Linked DNA regions of Mus musculus: all the other regions are linked to region 4. A link is a contact called in public Hi-C, HiChIP or PLAC-seq and Micro-C data. All regions are on one chromosome and are shown on one strand. The core of a region is the stretch at or near the end of the contact, and the rest is flanking DNA. Distances in the headings are between cores, read along the strand shown.

The links. Hi-C and Micro-C count contacts between places; a contact is called where the count stands out from the background. HiChIP or PLAC-seq counts read pairs in DNA pulled down with a chosen protein or histone mark.
Region 1: a Hi-C map of tail fibroblasts shows a contact between it and region 4, with 4 times the contacts expected there. The contact joins the enhancer-like site here to the promoter of Mex3b in region 4. A contact is called at or near these places in 16 of 39 promoter capture datasets (the 3T3-L1 cell line, 3T3-L1-derived adipocytes, the C10 cell line and 11 more), 4 of 484 Hi-C or Micro-C datasets (adipose-derived mesenchymal stem cells, muscle stem cells, tail fibroblasts and 1 more), 16 of 115 datasets of contacts at active chromatin or transcription factors (T-cell acute lymphoblastic leukemia, cardiomyocytes, craniofacial prominence and 9 more) and 1 of 9 other capture datasets (embryonic stem cells).
Region 2: a Micro-C map of embryonic stem cells shows a contact between it and region 4, with 5 times the contacts expected there. The contact joins the promoter of Adamtsl3 here to the promoter of Mex3b in region 4. A contact is called at or near these places in 2 of 39 promoter capture datasets (both in embryonic stem cells), 5 of 484 Hi-C or Micro-C datasets (embryonic stem cells and nephron progenitors) and 2 of 115 datasets of contacts at active chromatin or transcription factors (both in embryonic stem cells).
Region 3: a contact with region 4 is called in an H3K27ac HiChIP or PLAC-seq map of bone marrow-derived dendritic cells, with 4 times the contacts expected there. The contact joins the enhancer-like site here to the promoter of Mex3b in region 4. A contact is called at or near these places in 19 of 39 promoter capture datasets (the 3T3-L1 cell line, 3T3-L1-derived adipocytes, the C10 cell line and 13 more), 2 of 15 datasets of contacts at CTCF or cohesin (the NIH/3T3 cell line and large pre-B cells), 51 of 484 Hi-C or Micro-C datasets (B cells, the C10 cell line, the C2C12 cell line and 29 more), 33 of 115 datasets of contacts at active chromatin or transcription factors (the NIH/3T3 cell line, SST interneurons, T-cell acute lymphoblastic leukemia and 25 more) and 4 of 9 other capture datasets (adipose tissue, embryonic stem cells, liver and 1 more).
Region 5: a contact with region 4 is called in an H3K4me3 HiChIP or PLAC-seq map of embryonic limb bud, with 8 times the contacts expected there. The contact joins the enhancer-like site here to the promoter of Mex3b in region 4. A contact is called at or near these places in 10 of 39 promoter capture datasets (the C10 cell line, cranial neural crest, frontonasal cranial neural crest and 5 more), 1 of 15 datasets of contacts at CTCF or cohesin (large pre-B cells), 2 of 484 Hi-C or Micro-C datasets (embryonic fibroblasts and nephron progenitors) and 18 of 115 datasets of contacts at active chromatin or transcription factors (the NIH/3T3 cell line, astrocytes, cardiomyocytes and 13 more).

What each region holds. Positions count from the first base shown.
Region 1 is chr7:83,393,891-83,397,793 of GRCm38.p6, forward strand. No RefSeq gene overlaps it. Among named protein-coding and RNA genes, the nearest start is that of Gm29976, 13 kb to the left of the region's middle. Within about 2 kb of position 2,536, at least 4 of the 459 cell types and tissues checked have an H3K27ac peak or open chromatin away from gene starts, as enhancers often do. A contact at or near this core is called in tail fibroblasts, where this site is marked.
Region 2 is chr7:82,333,037-82,337,027 of GRCm38.p6, forward strand. It overlaps Adamtsl3 (ADAMTS-like 3), which reads left to right and starts at 2,658. Exons shown (of 30, transcript NM_001190374.1): 1 at 2,658-2,874. The coding sequence starts at 2,872.
Region 3 is chr7:83,480,639-83,484,533 of GRCm38.p6, forward strand. No RefSeq gene overlaps it. Among named protein-coding and RNA genes, the nearest start is that of Gm10610, 68 kb to the right of the region's middle. Within about 2 kb of position 1,768, at least 38 of the 459 cell types and tissues checked have an H3K27ac peak or open chromatin away from gene starts, as enhancers often do. A contact at or near this core is called in bone marrow-derived dendritic cells, bone marrow-derived macrophages and pro-B cells, where this site is marked.
Region 4 is chr7:82,866,067-82,869,932 of GRCm38.p6, forward strand. Mex3b (mex3 RNA binding family member B) reads left to right here and starts at 1,267. Exons shown (of 2, transcript NM_175366.3): 1 at 1,267-1,861; 2 at 2,690-3,866. The coding sequence starts at 1,585. Gm36584 (a long non-coding RNA gene) reads right to left here and starts at 1,230. Exons shown (of 5, transcript XR_003946820.1): 1 at 1-1,230.
Region 5 is chr7:83,456,969-83,461,349 of GRCm38.p6, forward strand. No RefSeq gene overlaps it. Among named protein-coding and RNA genes, the nearest start is that of Gm29976, 76 kb to the left of the region's middle. Within about 2 kb of position 2,728, at least 15 of the 459 cell types and tissues checked have an H3K27ac peak or open chromatin away from gene starts, as enhancers often do. A contact at or near this core is called in embryonic limb bud and second pharyngeal arch cranial neural crest, where this site is marked.

The DNA.
Region 1 (3,903 bases), core at 1,286-3,785, 530 kb after region 4:
GACAGACAGTGGGCTGTAAATTGTGAGAAGAGCCATAAGTGACAAGCACACGGCATTCCCAGTGCAGAACTGCAGCTTAATTTGACTTATAAAAAAAAAAAAGAGTGGAAATTGACTGAGGAGAAGGGGATGAATGCCTGAGGTGAGAGAGAAGATGAGCAGATGGTGACCCTGTGGAACCTAGAGGGCTGGGTTGTGTTCCTGGAGATGTGTGCTCAGCATGCAACCCAGATGCAGAGGCACGCCTGAGCTGAGACAGGAGACCATCAAACAAAAGACTCAGAATCCAGATTAAGTTTGTGTTAATCAGGACACTGGGACCTGAAGTCAGTCTCTGGAAGCCAAAGTAGGAAAGTATAGACTGACTTCTGGAAGTTGTGTGAACATCTTGGTCTTCTTCATGTGCCCCTACACACACGGGAATAGTGATAAGTAAATGAAAAAAAAAAAAAAAAAGGAACAGAAACTAGTGTTCAGCTGCAAAGGCCTGGCTTTACATAGTGTGACCATGGGAGCTGCTGTGTAAAGAAGGAGACCAGTAAAGGAAGCAAAGTCCGCCTGGGGTCTCACTTTCAAAAGGATATTCATTAATATGAATTAATCTTTACAATAATTAAACAATGCTTGAATTGTTCATGATGGGTCATGTGGACCTTGCAATAGAAATAAAATACACAATTTTCAGTTAGAGAAAGAAAAAGATACTGACAAACAAAACTCCATTAAAAACAAATGGAAAGCCACCCTAAATTTTATTTTCTTGCAAAGAAAGAAAGGAATGTAAAATCAATTTAGTATGTAAAATGTAAAAACACTTGTTGATCACACTGGCAGATCAATTGGCAGATGTATTTAATCAATTCAGACCTCTTCCTTAATTTGGAACTAAGATTATAAATATCCTAATTTTATTTATTAATTCCCTATATACAATATACACACATAAATGTATGTATATGTGCTGAGTTCATGAAGGGGCCAGTCCTACAGATCCAAAACTACAGGGTCTCCATGACACAGGGTGACAACAGGATATCTGAGAGCACTCGCAGGGAGGTTCCAGTATTGATAGTGTAGCAGAGGCCAGAGGCCTCGTACCATGTCAGTGAGTCATTGCGGTGAATGTTTGCAAACAAAGAGGTGTGGATAGAAGGGGCTACACTGGAATACTACGGGATACACTATGGCATTACAGCTTCCGCAAAAGGATTTATTTTTTGAGGACGATTATAAGGGAGATTATAATCTTTTGAGGGAGATTATAAGGGAGGAGGGACGATACAATGGGAAGGGGAGATGAGTAGAATTTGGGGTGCATAATGTAAAATGCACAAAGAACCAGTAAAAAGTTAACAAAAGAATAGAGGAACAAATAAAGATGCATCTTCTAATAAATTCTTCTAATAAATGCATTGGCATATTTAAATTAATATAATAGAAATAACACTTCTGGGGCTGGAGAGATGACTCAGAGGTTAAGAACACTTGGTGCTCTAGAAGAATATCCTTCCCCATGGCCCATGTGTCAACTCACAACTATCTACAACTCCAGTTTCAGGAGATCCAACACCATCTTCTGGCTTCTTAGTGTACCAGCCTGCACCTGGTGCACACATATACACACAGGCAGAACACTCATAAATATAAATAAAAGTAAATAAATCAAGAAATAAATTTCTTAGATAAGCAAGATAGTTAAATAGGTAAAGAAGCTTAATGCCAAGCCTGAAATTTTGAGTTTGATTCCCAGATCCCATATAATGGAAAGAGAGAACTGACTACTTTAGGCTGTCCTCTGACCTCCACATGCCTGCTGTGGTATACGTGTACACAATCATTCATTATATATAATATAATGTGTTACCCTCATATATATGTATATAGGATGTATTTATATCATGTATATATTTGTGTATATATGTGTATATGTATATGATGTATATGCATGTATATATATCATATATAGGAAATTAATAAATAAAAATTAGGATATTTATAATCTTAGTTCCAAATTAAGGAAGAGGTGTGATTTGATTAAATACATCTGCCAATTGATCTGCCATTGTGATCAACACGTGTTTTTACATTTTACATACTAAATTGATTTTACATTCCTGGAATAAATCCCAGAGGCCTTTTTTTCTTTCTTGTCTTCCTGTTATGGCTACAAATTTTCATAGTGGTGAACAAATAAAAAATAAAGGCTTCATTACTCATAGAATGTGTGCCTGAAAAAAAAAAAAAAACTAAGTGACCAACTAATAAATATCCAAGCATTTCTGCAAGGGAGTTCAGAAAAGTATCAAGCCACAGAAAATGTATTTCAAACCAATTGTGTCCCTTGACACTAGCAATATCCATTAAGGCAAGATGAAGAAAAAGAAATCCATGCTTGATGGTAACTGTGACCCTGAAATAAACTAGGAACCAACCAGAAATGCTATTGGTCTGCGGGACGGAAGCTCAGCAGCTTTAGAGAGGAAAGAGGAAGGTAAAGCTAAGAGAGGAGAAGTCCCAGCGGCTCGAGTAACTAGCTTGCAAGCATGTTAGTCATCCAAGTTAAATTCCAAGTGAAACATCATCATTCCACAAAGCAAACTAGGTCAGCTTGCAGAAAGAAGAGAAAATTCAGCTGATGTAAACTTACAAAAACATTTCAATCCCACACCCCAAGATAAAATTGGTCTTGATCCTTGCTAAGCAGAAGTTAATCCCAGATTTCAACTCTTGTAACAAATAAGTTTCTCTCTAGTGAGTTAAAGACATGGACCATGGTCAAATATGAGATTGTGGCAGCGTGTGCATTGAAGCTTTGTTTGTTCATTTGTTTATTGGTCTTGTTTGAGTAGGTAGTCACACTTATTGTGCAGCTTGTATAATTCAATCTAGAAGCTCAGATTTATGTATTATGAGTGAATACATTTCACTTTTGAAGTAGTGTATTTTAGTGCTGACAGACTTGATAACTCTATGATGCTCATCTGGCTGTGGGTTGGCCCATCTCTCCTGCTGTCTTTAGATTTGCTTATTCACAAGTTCTTATGTCAATCTCCAAGAGGTGGTGTCCTTGCACTGATTCCCCACTCGTGATAGGCAGAATAGTGTCAATGAAGTGGTTCACATCCCTGGAGAGATAATTTTCATCTTGAGTCATGGTGACCTGGCTTTTTCCAACATTGACCCCAGCATGATTCTATAAAGCAAGGTCTTGTGTGTGAACCAAGCCTTCTGCTATCTGGTTACCGACAGGCCCTGCAATCCATCGAGTCCATCTCATTCAGCTTCACCATTGTCACCATGAGGGTTACAACCTTTGTGAAAGACCTTCTGAGGCCACTCTCAGGACGCAGTACAGAAAACCTGTTAGTTTGAACGTCGGAAAATCAAACACTTCCGCACATTTTAAAATGTATCATACTAAGCTGGAAGGCAAGCATCGGCAGTCAAAAGAATTACTTCAAGTACAAGCCATAAATGATGACAAGTTTCTTCAACATGCAGTAAAGCTTAGGGATTATTAAAACATCATTGCCTTTTGGCGGAGGCCTAGACACAAGAAGAAAACAAGGAGAAAAACCAATAATACACAAATAGGCAAATATTCACAATGAATGGCTAAAAAAAATCAACAAATATATTATCTTTTTTTTCACTAATAAAGTTGGCAATTATTCAGAAGCAATGTTGCTTTTGGTTGATTTATTAACATTCCAATTTGTAGCTATATAATTATAAATTCTAACATTCTAATTTGTAGATGTATAAATATAAATTTTAGCAAGAAAATTCTTAGAAGGTCACTTAATTTTTAATGATTACATTTTCAGTGCAAGGGTTGATATAGAATCTTGTTAATTAGCCCAGGTTAGCTTGGAACTTATTAAGTAGCCTAGCTCTTAACTC
Region 2 (3,991 bases), core at 1,408-3,907, 530 kb before region 4:
TTGGTAGGTGCTAGAAACTTTGGAAAGTGGAATCTACCTGGACGCGGTAGGTCACTGAGGCTGTAACTTTGAGGATTATTTAGCAGGTCTCAGATGCTTTTTCCTTTCTCTGCTTTCCGGCCACCAAGATGTGAACTGCTCTCTGATTTACCATGTCTGCCCTGCTGCAATGAACTGACACACTTGAAATTGTGAGCCAAAAGAAATCTTTTCTCCTCTTAAGTGTTTTATGTCAGGTCAAACCAATATGCCATCCAATAAGCTGTGCTGAAGGCTGAATTAGCAATTCCTAAGAAATGCCTAGAATAGATTCTGGTGCTGTGTCCTAGTTACTGTTTAATTGCTCTGAAGAGACACCAAGGTCAAGGCAACTCTTACAAAGGAAAGCATTGAATTGTGGACTGGCTTACAGTTTCAGAGGGTTAGCTCATTATCATCATGGTGGGTAACATGGCAGTACGCAGGCAGACACAGTGCTAGAGAAAGAGCTGAGAGTTCTACATCTGAATCCACAGGCAGCAGCAGGAGAGAGCCATGGGAGATCACTTGTGTTTTTGAAAACCTCAAACCCCCTTCCAGTGACGCTGTTCCTCCAACATGGCCGCCTCTCCTCGTCCTCAAACAGTTTACCAACTGAGGACTAGGGATTCAACATGACCGTATGGCAACATTCTCGTTCAAAGTACCACATGGTGTGTTCTGAAGTGTTAGCATGGCTGTTTCTCTCCTAATGCACTGATGTAGACACACACACCACGGATCCTTCTCATCTGTCATATCATCATATAATCATCACCTGTCACCATACCATCAAAGCACAGGACGCTTTCGAAGTCATCTGAAGGCCAGTGAACATTTGGAGTCAGTTAGTGCCCACACTCACTGCTAAGGTCCCACAAGACTTCCTTGCTCTTCTTGGGTCTGTTCAGTTCTTATTCGGTAAACCATTATCCTAAATGTCCTCTATGCAACATTTTGTTGTTGATTACATTGTTTGAGGCAACCCTTGAGCACAGTGCTGGCTCTGTCTCCCCAAGGACCAAGAGGCTGGGATGTGTATGTGAACAGCTAGAGAGCAGTCCCTTGTTAGGAGAGTTGACAGGTGCTGGTGCCAGGAGCTCAGGGAGAATGAATGAACATGTGTTAGACAAGGTGCTTTTACACGGAAAGGCATACAAAATAAGGCAGTGTGCCAAGTGGCTGTCAAAACATAACCAGAGGCTCATGGGAACCTAATCCTGCATAATCCCCATCAGAGTAATAGCCCAGTATCCATATGTGTATTATCTGCCCCACTTTCCAGAGCTAAACTAGGGTGAACAGAGAGACTCAGTGGTCTGCAGGTGAGCTAGTCATGGTCTAGCTCTGTCCTCCCTTCTTGGTTCCTCCTGAATCTCTTCCCATGCACCACCTGCTCATTTTCCATAGGTTTCCAGCCGTTTCCCTCTCTGGAGTGGAGAGACAGTCTTGACAAGGCCCTTTTCCTGGTCAGAGGAGGCCATCTGATCAGGGAAGGAGAGAATAGGAAAACACGTGGGGGGAACTCTTGGCAATGCCATAAAAGAATCTGGAACATACCAGCCTTCAGTTCACTAGGCAAGAGAGCAACTTTGGATGCAAATGTTTCAGACTCTAGCGAGAAATAGGTACCTAGGAACCAGTTCCAGACCTGGCCTCTCTGATCATCATGAAAAGCTACTCCCCGAGGACTTAAGATAACTCTAGGAACGACTGCTTTTGGGAAGGCTGGCTACACATACCACTTGACAAAGTGGCATCACTCAAGGGAGCAGCAATACGGGAGGCACAATGGTGCCTTAAATGGAACACCTGGCCCTTGACTCCTATTGCTGAGATGAAGCCAAGCCCCCATGTCTCTTCCATGGCTTTTCTTTCCTTCAGAAGTGCTCAAGGTGCCCTCAACCCTCCTCCATTCATGACTGGGACACCTCTCTTCCAAACCTCTAGGCCCCGGGGCTGTAGCTGTATTTATTTCCTGACAGGTCTGGACTTCTGTGGGACCCAAACCTGTTTCCTACCAGGGACTCTAGGTCTCAGGTTTAGGTGTCCCTGCTGGGTCATCCATGGTCCCCAATTATACCAAGACCGCAGGGGCTGTTTGAATGGGTGATGGTCAAGCTCCTAAGGCTACCAGCAGGAGTGGGTAGACTCTGGGCAGCCTCTGCAGGGTATTACTTAACAGCTGAGGTCCCCGGGGTCTGGCGGTGGTGCTGGGAGAGGGTGGCATCCTCGCACTGGTCTGGCTGGCCTGGCTGGCCCGTGGCGCAGCGGACGCCTCCCCAGAGCGCGCTGCCGCCGGCGGCAGCCGGAGCTCCTGGCACCAGGCCTGGCTGCAGGCCCAGGGCAAGGAGTGGCTTCCAGGAAGCGGGCGGAGAAGCGTTCCAGCGGAGTCTCGCCGTGGCCGCGGCGGCCCCGAGCGCTCCGAGCCGCCTGGCTGCGGCTCGGTGGCCCGCTTGTCCCCGCGTTCCCAGCGCCCCTGGGTTAGGGCAGAGGACGCAGGGCGGGAGGGACTGACGGTACCCTAGACGCGGCGCGCACTTGCGGGACGGGCGGCGCAGGTGGCGGCGCGCGCCCTCCGCCCCTGGGTCGGGGCCAGCACTGCGCTCCGCGCGCCCGGAGGGGCGGGACAGGCGGGGCGGCCGCGTCCCAGCCCCATTTAACTTTGGCGGCGGCGCGAGCTGGAGGCCGGCGTCGGGGACCGTCGGGATCCCGCGCTCCGCACGAGGTGTCGCCGAGTCGGCGCTGCTCGCCACTGTCTCGCAGCGCGCATCCCTCCTTGCACCGTCAGACGCTGCTGCGACTCCGGATTGGAAACACCCGCGGGGGATCCAGGGATTCATCTCTCTGAGGATGGTAAGGTGGAGCAAGTTGATGGGAACGCTACTGGAAAATAAGGTCTTGGTTGAGCACTGCCCTATGGGGCTTAGACAGCTCCAGGCAGGCGCGCTACAGGATCCGGGAATGTTGGACAGAACCTTTCCTGGTCCTCTGCGAGCGAGGGGTGCTCTGGATGATGGGGGATACCCTGCGGGGTCAGCGGACTACGGGCTGATCTTAGCTTGCAGTGTTTGAAGGTCCGGAGGTTTGGCTACTGAGTGAGGTTCGCATGCTTGAAGCGCAGAGAAACGAGAGGAGACGCACGCCAGGGAAAGGAGGCGTGAGGGTGGCGGGCGCTGAAGTGTGCGAGCCAGCGGAGAGGGGCGCGTGGTCCTGGGGCCCAGCCCTGGCCGCCTCCCTTCGTCCCAGAGTCGCCGCCTCAGGTCGGAAACAGCAGCACATTTGCGGATCGCATTAAGCCAGGCCTTAATGCTTTCTCCAGATGGAGAGAAGCCACCGACCCGCCCCCGGACACCGACACCGCCAAGGCGCCCGCGAGGCGAAGCGGGAGTCGAGTGTGACCTCGGCTTTTCCAGTCTCCGCTCAAACTGAGTTCCCTGTAAACTGACAGGAAAACACATTGGGGAAAACGGTCCTCGTAGCCCTCCTGGGCTTACTTCTTCCTCACCTTTAAGAGATTACACTCCGCAAGACTGTGGCCCCCAGAATTCTCTTAAAGGCAGGTCTGGAAGCAGAAGGCATTCTATCATCTAGTGAGAAATTCCTCTAACTATCCAATCTGCGTTCCTATCCTAGACTCTGTTTAGCTGTGTGCCCTTAGGCAGGGTTCTTCCCTCTCTGGTCTAGTTTAATTGGCTTCAGACTCATTTTTGCCTCAAGGAATTAAAGCTGGCAGGTGCCCTAACTCTTGGCTTTAGGCTGGTCCTCCCCACAACCCCCAGCCCCCCCCCCGCCCCCAAAAGCCACACTCTGGTGCTGACAAACAGGCTAGGAGGTGTCTGGGGCAGGGTTGTCCCTACTGCTGGAGCACTGGAGGGATGGGTGAATTGCTGACTGGAGGCAGTCTCCGTTCCCCTTTTTGATCTTGGGGGACTCATCCTAAAGGGAGCCCCATATTGCCTTCATTCTGCAG
Region 3 (3,895 bases), core at 518-3,017, 620 kb after region 4:
TAATTTTATTGTTTGCTGATGGTTGGCCTGGAAGTCTCTGTGTAGACCAGACTGGCCTCAAACTCAGAGTGCACAGAGTACGTCTTGACTCTGCTTCCCAGTGCTACAATTAAAGGTATGAGCCACAACACCAGGCAATTTTTCATGTCTTTACAAATAAGGATGAAATCTTCTTTTTCTTTCTTTTTTTTTTTTAGATTTATTTATTTATTTTATGTATATGAGTACACTGTAGTTGTCTTCAGACACACCAGAAGAGGGCGTCAGATCACATTGCAGATGGTTGTGAGCCACCATGTAGTGGCTGGGAATTGAACTCAGGACCTTTGGAAGAACAGTCAGTGCTCTTAACCGCTGAGCCATCTCACCAGCCCCCTTCTTTTTCAAAATAGTAAATTATTACTTGCCAGTATTTCCACATTTTTCTTTAACTTATATAAAATGTCATTACCTTGTATAGTCAGCCAGCCTCTCTCTGCTCTGTATATTGTTTCACTTTTAGAGGTTTACTTTGTTCTTACTTCTGTCTCCATGTGTGTGTCTATGTTGGAGTATGTTAACATGAATGTAGTTTATCGTAGAAGTCGGAAAAGGGTATTAAATCCAATCGATCTGGGGTGACAGGTGGTTAAGAGAACTCCAGTTTTCCACACCAGCATTATGCACTCTTATCTCCTGCCTCATCTTTCTTATCCACTATTTTTTTTAATTTTGAAATGATTATCAAAAGAAATCTATCAATTATTTTGCCTTAGTTTTGTCTTTTGTTTCATGCTAACAATGGCTTTTCTGCCTTATAATTATAGATATAGCCATGACGTATGCCTTTGTCTAACTTTTAAGCTATGCACCATACAGTTGCTTTACTTGCTGCTGGGGAGAGATGTCTCTTAATTCTTCCCTTTCATCACTAATGTCTAGTCTATCTTTGCCCTCCACACTTGGAGCTCCATCTGCAGCATCCATGGGTGTCAACAGATACACACACTGACTTTATTGCTCTTCCTGATGTTTCACTTTGGTGAGGGTAACAAAATGAGGTATTGAAAGATTGGTAATGAACTTGAACATCCCCCCAAAAGTGAGTCAACCCTCAGCACAGGAGTTCTTACATACTTCCTTTTACAAAGGAACTTTTCTTAGTTAGAACAAGTCCCTCCCACTATACACTGTTAAAACTCAGAGTGAGCTTTTATTAACTTATGAACTGAGCTAAGGGTTGGAAGAGAACTGGGTGTGGTTATATTGCCCCTGTGAACATATGGACAGCTGCAGGCTTTCTGGAGATCAAGTTGGCAACACACATCAAAAACTAAAAATATGAACACCCTGGGACTGAGTCATTACAGTTTCATCATTAATTCCAAGTAAATAATTAGAGATCTGCACAAATAGCTGCCTAGAAATATCTCAACTGTATAGCATAATAAACATAAATAGTTGTGACTTACTGGAAATTATTTTATATATCATACATACACACATATATAGTTATAAGACAAATCATTGACAAGTATAAAGGTGCTTTAATCAAATCAGCTCTCTGGGGAAAAATGCTTAGATGTGGCCTTTGTCACTTTCTGCGGTGTGAAACAGACTGATGGCCAATCTCAAGGTACCAACTCTGAATCATTTAAGTTCAGAATGGGAAAGCAAAGTGCATATGTTCCACCTAAACTATATGCAGGACTCTGATGGGGATGAGGGGGGAAGGAGGAAGTGTGACCTCTGAGTGGCTTCAGATTTCTTTCTGAGGTTAGTTATTTAGTTCTTGAAGTGAAAGTGCAGTGGAGTAATGAGAGAAACTCTGGCATCTGCACCCAAAGAGCATAGTAATGATGAGGGCTCCCGGTGGGTCACGTGAGAGTGAAGAAAGTCAGCAAGTGTGAGCAGTGGTGAAAACACAGTCCCCAAGGCCCCAAGAGAACTAAGATTGGGAGCAGAAATATTGAAACATGCAACCACTAGAGTTTTGCAAGTCCGTTTGTTGCTGAGTGTGTGTTCATACAAATATGTGCATGCATACGCATGTGTATATATGCAGGTATTTTTATGTGTTGATGTATACAGTATACACATGTTTATGTATATTGGGGAGGCTCGAGCAAGCCAGTGATATGATTAGGCATAAGCCTGCTGGTGTGGGGAGGAGGGAATACAGAGAGGAAAAAGCAGAAGTTGGGTGGTCAGAGTGGAGTGTGGTGACTGAACGAATGAGAAGTGTGGGGGTGGTAAGAAGTGGTGGTATTAAGATGTATTTGGAAGGGACAGCCGCCAGGATTTGCTGTGAATCTCATGCCGCCAGACTGGCACCGCTGTGTAGACAAGTGTCCAGGCATACTGATTTAGGTTGCTTCCAGTGAACTATTCTTTGCAGGAGCAATTATATTTTATTATCCCTGTGGAATGCAGCCCACGCATACATAAGGGGCCAAACTGTCACTTGAGCAGCAGCTCCAATCATGTCACTTCCCTAGTCAGTGGCCCTCTCCTGTCACCTACAGTCTCCTGTCCTGGCCCTGGACGACTGTCCACTGTGTTTGAGAACCTCCTTTCAAACCACCACATGCCTCATCAACACATTATTTCCTGTTCTGATTGTAGACACCCCACTGTGACAAAGTATATTAATAAATGACCAAATTTCACTGCCCCTTTCTCCACACGCCCTGGGAGGAAGTGTATGCTTCCCACCCCAAGGAAGCAAGCTTGACCCTGTCACTTGTCTTTTCCTAGTGAACTGAGTGTGACCGTCTGAGCAAAGCTGACTTTATTCTTTTCCATCTTCCAAGAGGCCAGCTTGCCTTCCCTGGACAGACAACAGTACTAAGTTGGAAAACTTCAAGTAAGCACCCTGTTACATTTTCAAGGCACGGATTGATTGAAAGGTTGGTTTGTGTATTTACTGTGTTGGGTGTACTTCCTATGTCCTAAATGAAATGTCTAAACTTCTGCATGTGCAACATCTACTTAGCTCACAGTTAGGGAGGCTAGAAACCCAAGATTTAGCATCAACACTGGTCCAGTCATGGGCTCTTTGGGCACTGCATATCATGGTAAAAGGCATTATGAAGAGAGCAAGCAAAGTGCAAAGAACAAATGGTATAGTAGACAAGAAGCCAGAAAGAAACTGAGGAGGGGACGATGTTGCTTTTTTATATGAATCCCCTCTGACAATCTGATCAGGACTGGGAAGATGGCTTATTAGGAAATGACACATGCTAGCAAGCTTGACAACCTAAGTTCAGTCCCCAATTCACACGGTGGAAGAAAAGAAACAACTACTACAAGTTCTCATCTGACCTCTACACAGCAATTGTAACACACACACACACACAGAATCAATCAATCAATCAATCAGTCAATTAAACTTAATTTAAGCACTAACCAGAGTCCCATGAGAATACATCAATGCCTTCTGGACACTAGACCCTCAGTCACCCTGCCTCCTTTTAGTAGGCTCCACCTCAATGATCCAACCAGCTCCCAGAATCACAACAAGGACCAAACTTTCAAAATGGGAAACTTTGCGGGACACGCTTAAACCACATCCATTGAATTGACATTATTCTTTTTTTTTTTTTTCCTAACTAAGAGAAGTCACTCAAGAGTGGAAGGGTTTATTCTGGTCCCGGGCTTAAGAGTGTGGTTCTTTTTGGTAGAGGATGCAGGGCAGCAGAAGCGACTCAGCTGCAGCAGCAGGAGTATGAAGCTTTTCATTCACATCTGGGAGGACAGGAAGCAGAGAAGACAGGTAACAGGGGGAACAAGAAAGAAACAGAGAGAACAGGTGGGTGAGAGGACAGGAAGCATAGAAGGCAGGAAGTAGAGAGGACAGAAAGCAGAAAGGCCAGGAAGCAGATTGGACAGAAAGCAGGGAGGACAGGTAACAGAG
Region 4 (3,866 bases), core at 17-2,516:
TCAAAACCTCCTTTCTTTTCGCTTGCGCTCGGAGGCTATCGGTGGAGAAGCCAGGAGGGGGCGCAGTTCGCCTTGGCCGCCCGCTAGTCCTGTCGCACCCTTCCTCCGCCGCCTCCCCCAACCCGAGAAGCGCACAAAGAGCGCCAGGCCCGACCACACACCTCCCGGCGGGGCCGGGCTGGGCGGAGGGCGGGGCCGGCGCGCTCTGGGCTCCTCTCAGGCACTGCGCATGCCTGACCGCAGGGAGGGGCGGGCCTGGGAGCGGCGGGCGCGCACGCCCTCACTGTTCCCGGGCAGTGTAGGGCTGGCGTCCCGGCAGTGGGCGCGCGGCGCTCGTGCGCGTGTGGGAGCCCGCGGGGTCTCAGTCCGCGCGCCAGGCATGTGCGGGACCCTAGAGGTCACCTGCAGCGGTGCGGGTCGGGCCCTTTCTGCAACCGGTTTCTGGTTTTGGCATTCGTTCTTTCAGGGCCACTTGGGCAAAGTGCTACCCAAGGGGACGGAAATGTGAGCGCGCGCGCGAGTGGCAGTGTGGGCGGGCGTGTCTTTTGTGTGGCGTGCGCTCCCGCGCAGGTGGGCAGCTCGCGCCCAGCAGTCACAATACCAATGGGGCCCAGGATCTCGAGCCTTTGGTTCCGCGTCCCAGGGTTGGGCCGCCCTGTGGTACAGATACCTTGTACAGTATACCGTCCACCTAGTGGTCGCGTCGGCTCCAGGGATGCTTTATTTGGGGGCAGTAACGGGACTTTAGAAGGACCGCTCTTTGGAGCTTGGCGGCTGGCATCACAGTTGGGCGCCTTTTCTTCTCAACCTGGAGAGGAAAGAGACTTGAGGACAGTGGTTGTCCTCGGCTGATAGGTACATATAAATGTCCCGAGCCAGCCGGTCCCGCATTAGACAACAAAGAGAGGCGTTCGCGGCGGCGGCGGGGGAGGGGCGCGGCCGGGAGGAGGCCGGGGCGGGCTGCGGCGAGCTCGATGGGGGTGGCGCTGGCTCCGCTCTCTCAGCCCCGGCCTCCGCCCGCCCCCGGCCTGGCGCGCGCCAATCGCCTCCCCCAGCGATAGTGTCAGTAGCATTGTAGTGTCAGCTCCCGCCGGTGACGTTGCGCCTCCCTCGTCCCCCTCCGGAGCCGTCTGGCTGCAGAGGCTCAGTCAAGAGGCGGGTAGGAGAGGAGGAAAAAGCGCTGAGTGAGGGCGGGCGGGAGGGAGGGAGGGAGGGAGTGGAGGAGCCGGGGAGGGGCTCCTTAAAGAAACGCTGCTGTCGCTCGCCTGTTCGCTTTGCGCTCGGCATTGTGGCCAGCCAGCCGGGCACTCGGGGGGCACGCGCGGCCGCCGCTCGAGCTCTGCCCCCACCCCAACCGCCAGCAGATCTGGGGTGGGGACCCAGGCGGGGGCTCTTGCAGCCACTGCCCGGTGCGGATTGCACGCAGAGACCCACTCCTCCGAGCGCCGAAAAACGAGCCACGGAGCCCTCCGCAGCCGACCGGCCTCCCCGCCCCTGACTGCCGGCTTCCCGGCTGCCTTTGTGGCTGCACCTTCTAGCTGCCGAGCAGAGAGCCGGCTGGGGCGCGGCGCGCACGGCGGAGCGATGCCCAGCTCGCTGTTTGCAGACCTGGAGCGCAACGGCAGCGGCGGCGGCGGGGGAGGCGGCGGCGGGGGAGGCGGCGGTGGCAGCGGCGGGGGAGAGACTCTGGATGACCAAAGAGCCCTGCAGCTTGCGCTCGATCAGCTCTCCCTGTTGGGACTGGACAGTGATGAGGGCGCCTCTTTGTACGACAGCGAACCGCGCAAGAAGAGCGTGAACATGACCGAGTGCGTGCCGGTACCCAGTTCCGAACACGTCGCGGAGATCGTAGGGAGGCAAGGTGGGTCCGGCAGGGATGGGGACCGGAGGGGTGTGTAGGATCTCCGCCACCGCCTCACTGTGAGGGCGGGTGCAGGAACGGGAGCTGTGGCGCGGGGGAGCCTTGGGGAGGGAGGAAGAGCCGCGCGATGGGCCGGCGCACTAGACAAAGAAAGTGCAGGCAGGCTGTCTTCCACAGCGGCGCCAGTGCCGCGGCGGGATGCACTTTCTCCTGCTAAAATCACTGCCTTTTCCTCTAGTGCTCCAGACTTAGTCCACTCTAGGAAAGATGTTTAAAATATAATATACTGGGGGAGGGGACCTCTGGTGGTCCTTTGGGAGGGGGCAGTATGGGGGGGGGTCGTCCGAAGGGATGAGGATTCGGGATTTCTGCAAAGCGGAATGGAATAGAGTCCAGGGAAGGAACAATGGGTCCCAGGACTGCCATTCTCTTAACCCCACCCCTAGTCCTCCAGAGTCTAGGGATCGCGGCTTCCCGGGAGCCCCTGGTCTTCAAGGCAATCAGTGTGCTCAGTTGGATACCAGCAGCATCCCCCTAGATGACTTTTCTGGGGTTCTGCGCTTTGCTTGGGACGACTGCAGTTACCGGGGGAGGGCCAGGCAGCCAATGGGCTATTTATTCCTCGAGCGTTTCGAGGACAGAACCGGCGGTCCAGCTCCTAGCGCGGTTCGGGGTCAGCGAGGGAGACGCCCCCTTTCTCTGGTCGCGTGTTCTGCTGCCCAGCTGCCTTGGGCGCGGGCTGTCCCGGGTCTCCGCGGTTATCCTGGGATAATGGGCGTGTCTCTTTCTCTATTTCTCCTACTCCCTCCCTTGAACCCTGGCTTCCAGGTTGTAAAATCAAAGCTTTGAGGGCGAAGACCAACACTTACATCAAGACCCCAGTTCGCGGGGAGGAGCCTGTCTTTGTTGTGACGGGCAGGAAGGAGGATGTGGCTATGGCTCGGAGGGAGATCATCTCTGCCGCAGAGCACTTCTCCATGATCCGAGCCTCTCGTAACAAGAACACGGCTCTCAACGGAGCTGTGCCCGGACCGCCCAACCTGCCGGGACAGACCACTATCCAAGTGAGGGTGCCATACCGCGTGGTAGGGCTCGTGGTGGGTCCAAAGGGCGCCACGATCAAGCGCATTCAACAGCAGACACATACATATATTGTGACACCCAGCCGAGACAAGGAGCCAGTTTTCGAGGTGACTGGCATGCCAGAGAACGTGGATCGCGCTAGAGAGGAGATCGAAGCTCACATCGCGCTGCGCACCGGTGGCATCATCGAGCTGACAGACGAGAACGACTTCCATGCCAATGGCACAGACGTGGGCTTTGATCTGCATCACGGGTCCGGCGGGTCCGGGCCGGGCAGCCTCTGGAGCAAGCCCACCCCAAGCATCACTCCTACACCTGGCCGCAAGCCCTTCTCCAGCTATCGCAACGACAGCTCCAGCTCGCTTGGCAGCGCATCCACAGACTCTTACTTCGGTGGTGGGACCAGCGGCAGCGCAGCTGCTACTTCACGCCTGGCGGACTATAGCCCTCCCAGCCCTGCACTCAGCTTTGCTCACAATGGGAACAACAACAATAACGGCAATGGTTACACCTACACAGCGGGGGAAGCCTCAGTACCTTCCCCAGATGGGGGTCCTGAGCTGCAGCCTACTTTCGACCCAGCTCCCGCCCCACCACCTGGGACACCCCTTCTCTGGGCCCAGTTCGAGCGCTCTCCAGGAGGTGGATCTGCAGCACCAGTATCCTCTTCCTGCTCTTCTTCGGCATCCTCATCTGCCTCGTCGTCCTCTGTGGTCTTTCCCGGGGGTGGCGCCAGCAGCACACCCTCCAATGCCAATCTGGGGCTGCTGGTGCACCGTCGACTGCACCCGGGCACCAGCTGCCCGCGCCTGTCTCCGCCCTTGCACATGGCCACGGGGGCGGGAGAGCACCACCTTGCTCGCCGCGTGCGCAGCGACCCGGGCGGTGGAGGCCTGGCCTACGCTGCCTATGCTAATGGGCT
Region 5 (4,381 bases), core at 1,478-3,977, 590 kb after region 4:
AAATCAAGAAGTCACTCTGTGCTGTCCTATATGGTTTACTGTTGGTGTTCAATTATCCCTGACATTCAGCAGGAAGCCACAAAGGGTTACACCAGGTGCCACTTCCAGAGCTCATTCAGAGCCCTGGATCCTTGCTGCTCCTCCCCATTCTTGCCTTCACTCTGTTTCTGTATTTTTATTTTATAAATACCAGATCTTAGCTCAACATTCTGTATCTGTCAGGTTTTTGGGGGGACGGGGGGATGCTGCTTTCATAGTGAATGTTTTACCACTGAGCTATCGCCCACCCTCACCCCCACTCCCATGTCTTTGAAACAAGACCTCTTGCTGGTATGCAGACTACTAAGTAGGCTAGTATGGTTGGCAAGCAAGCTTCAGGTATTCTGAGTCTGTTTCTACCTCCCCAGTGCTGGGGTTATAATCCTGTGCTGTCACACAGGTCTTCATGCTCGCACGTTAAGCATTCTATTGACTGAGCCATCTCTCATCCCCACTGTACCTCTCATTTTTTTCCTTTGCTTATTTTTGCCTATTAGATGATTTCATCTCTTTATCTTTTCCCGTGAGTTTTTGGAGAAATTGATAACAATCTTTTAAAAAACTCTTTTGGATTTTTTTTTATTTTTTACAAACTAGCAGATTACAGTTAATGTTGGTTACAGCAAATATTAGAAAATAATGTGTTTATTTAGATTCCTCCAGGAATTCTCAGTCCCACAGAGTACTGGTATGCCTGTTTCTTCTATTACCATACTCTTAAATGCAGGCGCAGAAGCAGGCATCTGACAGTTATAGTGACACATCCCAGTGGATATAGTGATATTTTCAGATATGGGTATGTGACTTTTCCCAGGTCAATTGAGTTCTCTCTGGCTTGGGGAAATTTTGAGGCAGATCTTTTCCTTTGAGATTATGTGCTTCCATCATATAGACTCATCTTCTGGTGAATGTTTTGTTGGGTTTGTTGGAAGTTTTGATACACTGAGAAAGCTCAAATTCAAAGCAGATATAAATGAAGTCACAGAATCAATAAAGCTGATGCCATTATTTAAGCTCCAGAGTCCAACTAGGCCTGAAGCTATGTTCATTCCTCACAAATACCCAGTTACAGAGACAGTCAATTCTCTAGGTCTCTCTGTTCCTTCCCAAGAATCCAAGAACACTGGTGACCACATCCATTATGCCATGGCTGCTTGGTGCATCCAACTCTTCCGTGGAACTTACTTATTATTTCTTGTGTGCACACAATACAGATCTTATGTTTTCTCTTTTTTATGATTCTATGCTGTGGTTTTATAACTGAATGTTTGTAAATGAAATGAAAGGTTTGGGGCATTTTCTTTCAGCTTATCATCTTCAAAAATATTTCTTCAAGGTATGCAATGGTCTTTCATCTATTATCGAATCATCTAAGGTGTGTATTGTGGATATAGTTTGTAGTTGTCAGTGTAGTTGACTTAAAAAAAGTGATTGCCCTATGTCAGTGTTTACATAGACCCCTGACAGATTACACATACATATTCTTGGGTTTTTTGAAGATCTATTTGATTCTTGATTGAGTGTATATGTATATGGGTATGTGAATGTATACTTGCATACACACAGAGGCCAGAAGAGAGGATGAGGTCCCTTGGAGCTGGAGTTAAAAACCATTATCAGAAACCACATATAGATGCTGGAAACTAGACTCAGGCCCTCCACAAGAGCAGCAAGTGCTCTTAACCGTTGAGCCATCTCATAATCCCAAATACACATCTATTATTATTTTGATCATTAAATATGAGTGACAGAAATGGTAGGAAAGTTCAACTAGTTACAAGCTTGTAGGATTAAGGATCCAATAACTGGTAGCATTAAACAAACAATCAACCATCACAAATGGAATCATGGAATGTGTGTGTGTTTTGCCAGGTTTTCTTTTAACATCTTCAACATAGTAGTCAGTCACCTGACCCAGTGCCCTCATTTCTCCAGTTTTGACTTCTCTCTAGTTTTTTTTTTTTAACCTGTTTGCTATACAAAAGTGACTACTATCCCTGTTTGAGTGTCTGTTCTCATTATGCATTATATGTATACCTTCTCTCTACCTGTTCCTAAGTTATTGCTACAATTAATTCTGGATGCTCTAAGAAAGTGATGGCAAACACTGGTGAGAAACTGCCATGTCTTGATATCCCACACCTCTGCAGTTGTAACTGCAACAGGTCCTGGATCTCCTTGGGGCCTTTCTTAATTGCATTGTGTTCTGAAGAAATTTTAGTTTAATGCACTTACTTTTAGTGCTTTATATGTTTTCCTAGAACAGAAAAGGTGTACAGATGCTTGCCTTTTATTGTGTTCATAGATGGAGGAGTAGAAAGCAAAGAAGAGAAGGGGGGAGGAAGAAGAAAATGGAAAAGATAGCAGCTCGGTGGATATGCTCAGATTGCTGTCAGTGTGAGCTTGCCAAAATTATAAAAACAACATAGCTTCCCAGGTAGATGGTTGAAAGTCACCTCTTCTTCCTGTTACCCAAGACCTGCATTCAAAACTAAAACTCTCAGAACCTCAAATGCAACCATCTTTCTTCTCTGTCTTCCCTTTTATTATAATTTTTTGAAGACAATTATTTATATATTAGTCACGAGCATTTCTTCACAGAATGTGACATAATTGGTAACTCCGTAAAGGCATGGGAATTTTCTCTTGTCTGCAGAGCTAAAGCTCCTCATAACGAGAAACACATGTGTGGATTTTTTTAAAAGCTATGTCTAGACTTGGGATCTTTCCCAGGAGAGCTTCCAGGTGTTTGTCTAAGCAGAAAAGGCCAAATTACTACATTTTTGGAGGCTGAGAACCAGGAAGGACATAACAAAAGTATAAATATGACTGGACAGCCTCATAATTCTAAAATGAATTTGGAAACTGGAGAGTCTTGAGTGAAATGAATATGCAGGAGCTCTGGTTTTAGAGTTAATGTGAATTTCTGTTGGTTAATCTCCAGTCCATGGTGGTGTTCTTCGGTCTCTTTGCTCACTTGCTCTTTCTGTCTCCTGGTCAATGAAAATCATCGTCTAACATGGTACAAATGTTCAGGGCAGGCCTGTGAGCTCAAATCACACATCTTTAACATAATGAATTGCACTGAGTCAATGCTACATTCAAATCATAATGCTCACTTAAATCCTAATTCAGAAAAACCCAAATGCTAACTCACTATAGTAAGATGACTCAAAATTTCTCCTTTTTTTTCTTGGATATATAAGCTAAATTCTTCAAAATTCTTAAACAGTAAGTTTGCCCTAAGTCTGAACACTGAATATGCCCCTGGTGGTTTGGGGCTGGCTGAAGTGGCAGGTAGTATAGATTATAGCCCTGCCCCACTTTCTGCTTCCTGAGCCATGAAGAAGTAATTAAGTCTTGCCTCAAGTCCTTTGGATTTAGCTGCCTCAGCAGACAAGCTTTCTTGGCCACAATAAGCTGATACACCTTAAACTGTGAGCCCAAACCTCTCTTTTCTTTAAGTAGGCTCTGTCAAGTGCTTTGTCACAGTTAGAAAGTAACAAACACACCAGCAGGGATTGACCAGTGGCCCTTCACTCCAATTCTATCTTCTCCACTTCTACCCAGATGATTTCAAGATGGGTTCTTCAAGAAGGAAGGATACTGGAACTCTTGTGAAGGGAAGGGACAACAAGAGCCTTTCCTTTTCTGTGAGTTGTCCTTGCAGCTGTCATCTCAGTAATGGCTCCCCTCCTCCATGGCAGTACTCAGCTTTGGATGCCAGCTTCCTTCAGGACTCTGAAGAGCTACACCATCACAGACTTGCAGAGTGCTCTGCCACAACATTAACTGTCACCCTGGTCAGAGGCCTTGGTTGCAGCCATATGGGCCTTACATCTATGCTTCATGTTCCTACAGCTCCAAGTGCATTCCTTTCCCCAGTTCTATGGGTGACCACTGTTTTGTATTGCGCATGTTTGTATGTACATGAATTTCCTCCTTTGCTGTTTCCTTTCATTCAATACTCCAATTCAAAAGTAACTCTCTTCCCAATATTAAATGGCCTCAGTTGGAAGCCATTTATATTTATATTTTTATGACTAAACCCTAAGCAATTCTAACATTACATTAGTCCTGAGGGGCAGACCAGATGGGGTTCTGTTTTGTGAATCTTCATGCATTTTATCACCAATACCACTTTGCAAAGTCTTCTAAAAGACTTCTTTCACCGACTGGGGACAACAGAATAAATTAATAACTTTGCATCAAGTCAAAGTTGATGGCTTATATCTGCCACAAAATGGTTTTCGGAGATCCTAATTGCCTTGGATCACCCCTCTGATGGTATTCCTTGAATGATACCTGATGAACTGCAATGAGCCAGTATGCTAGATGCCCT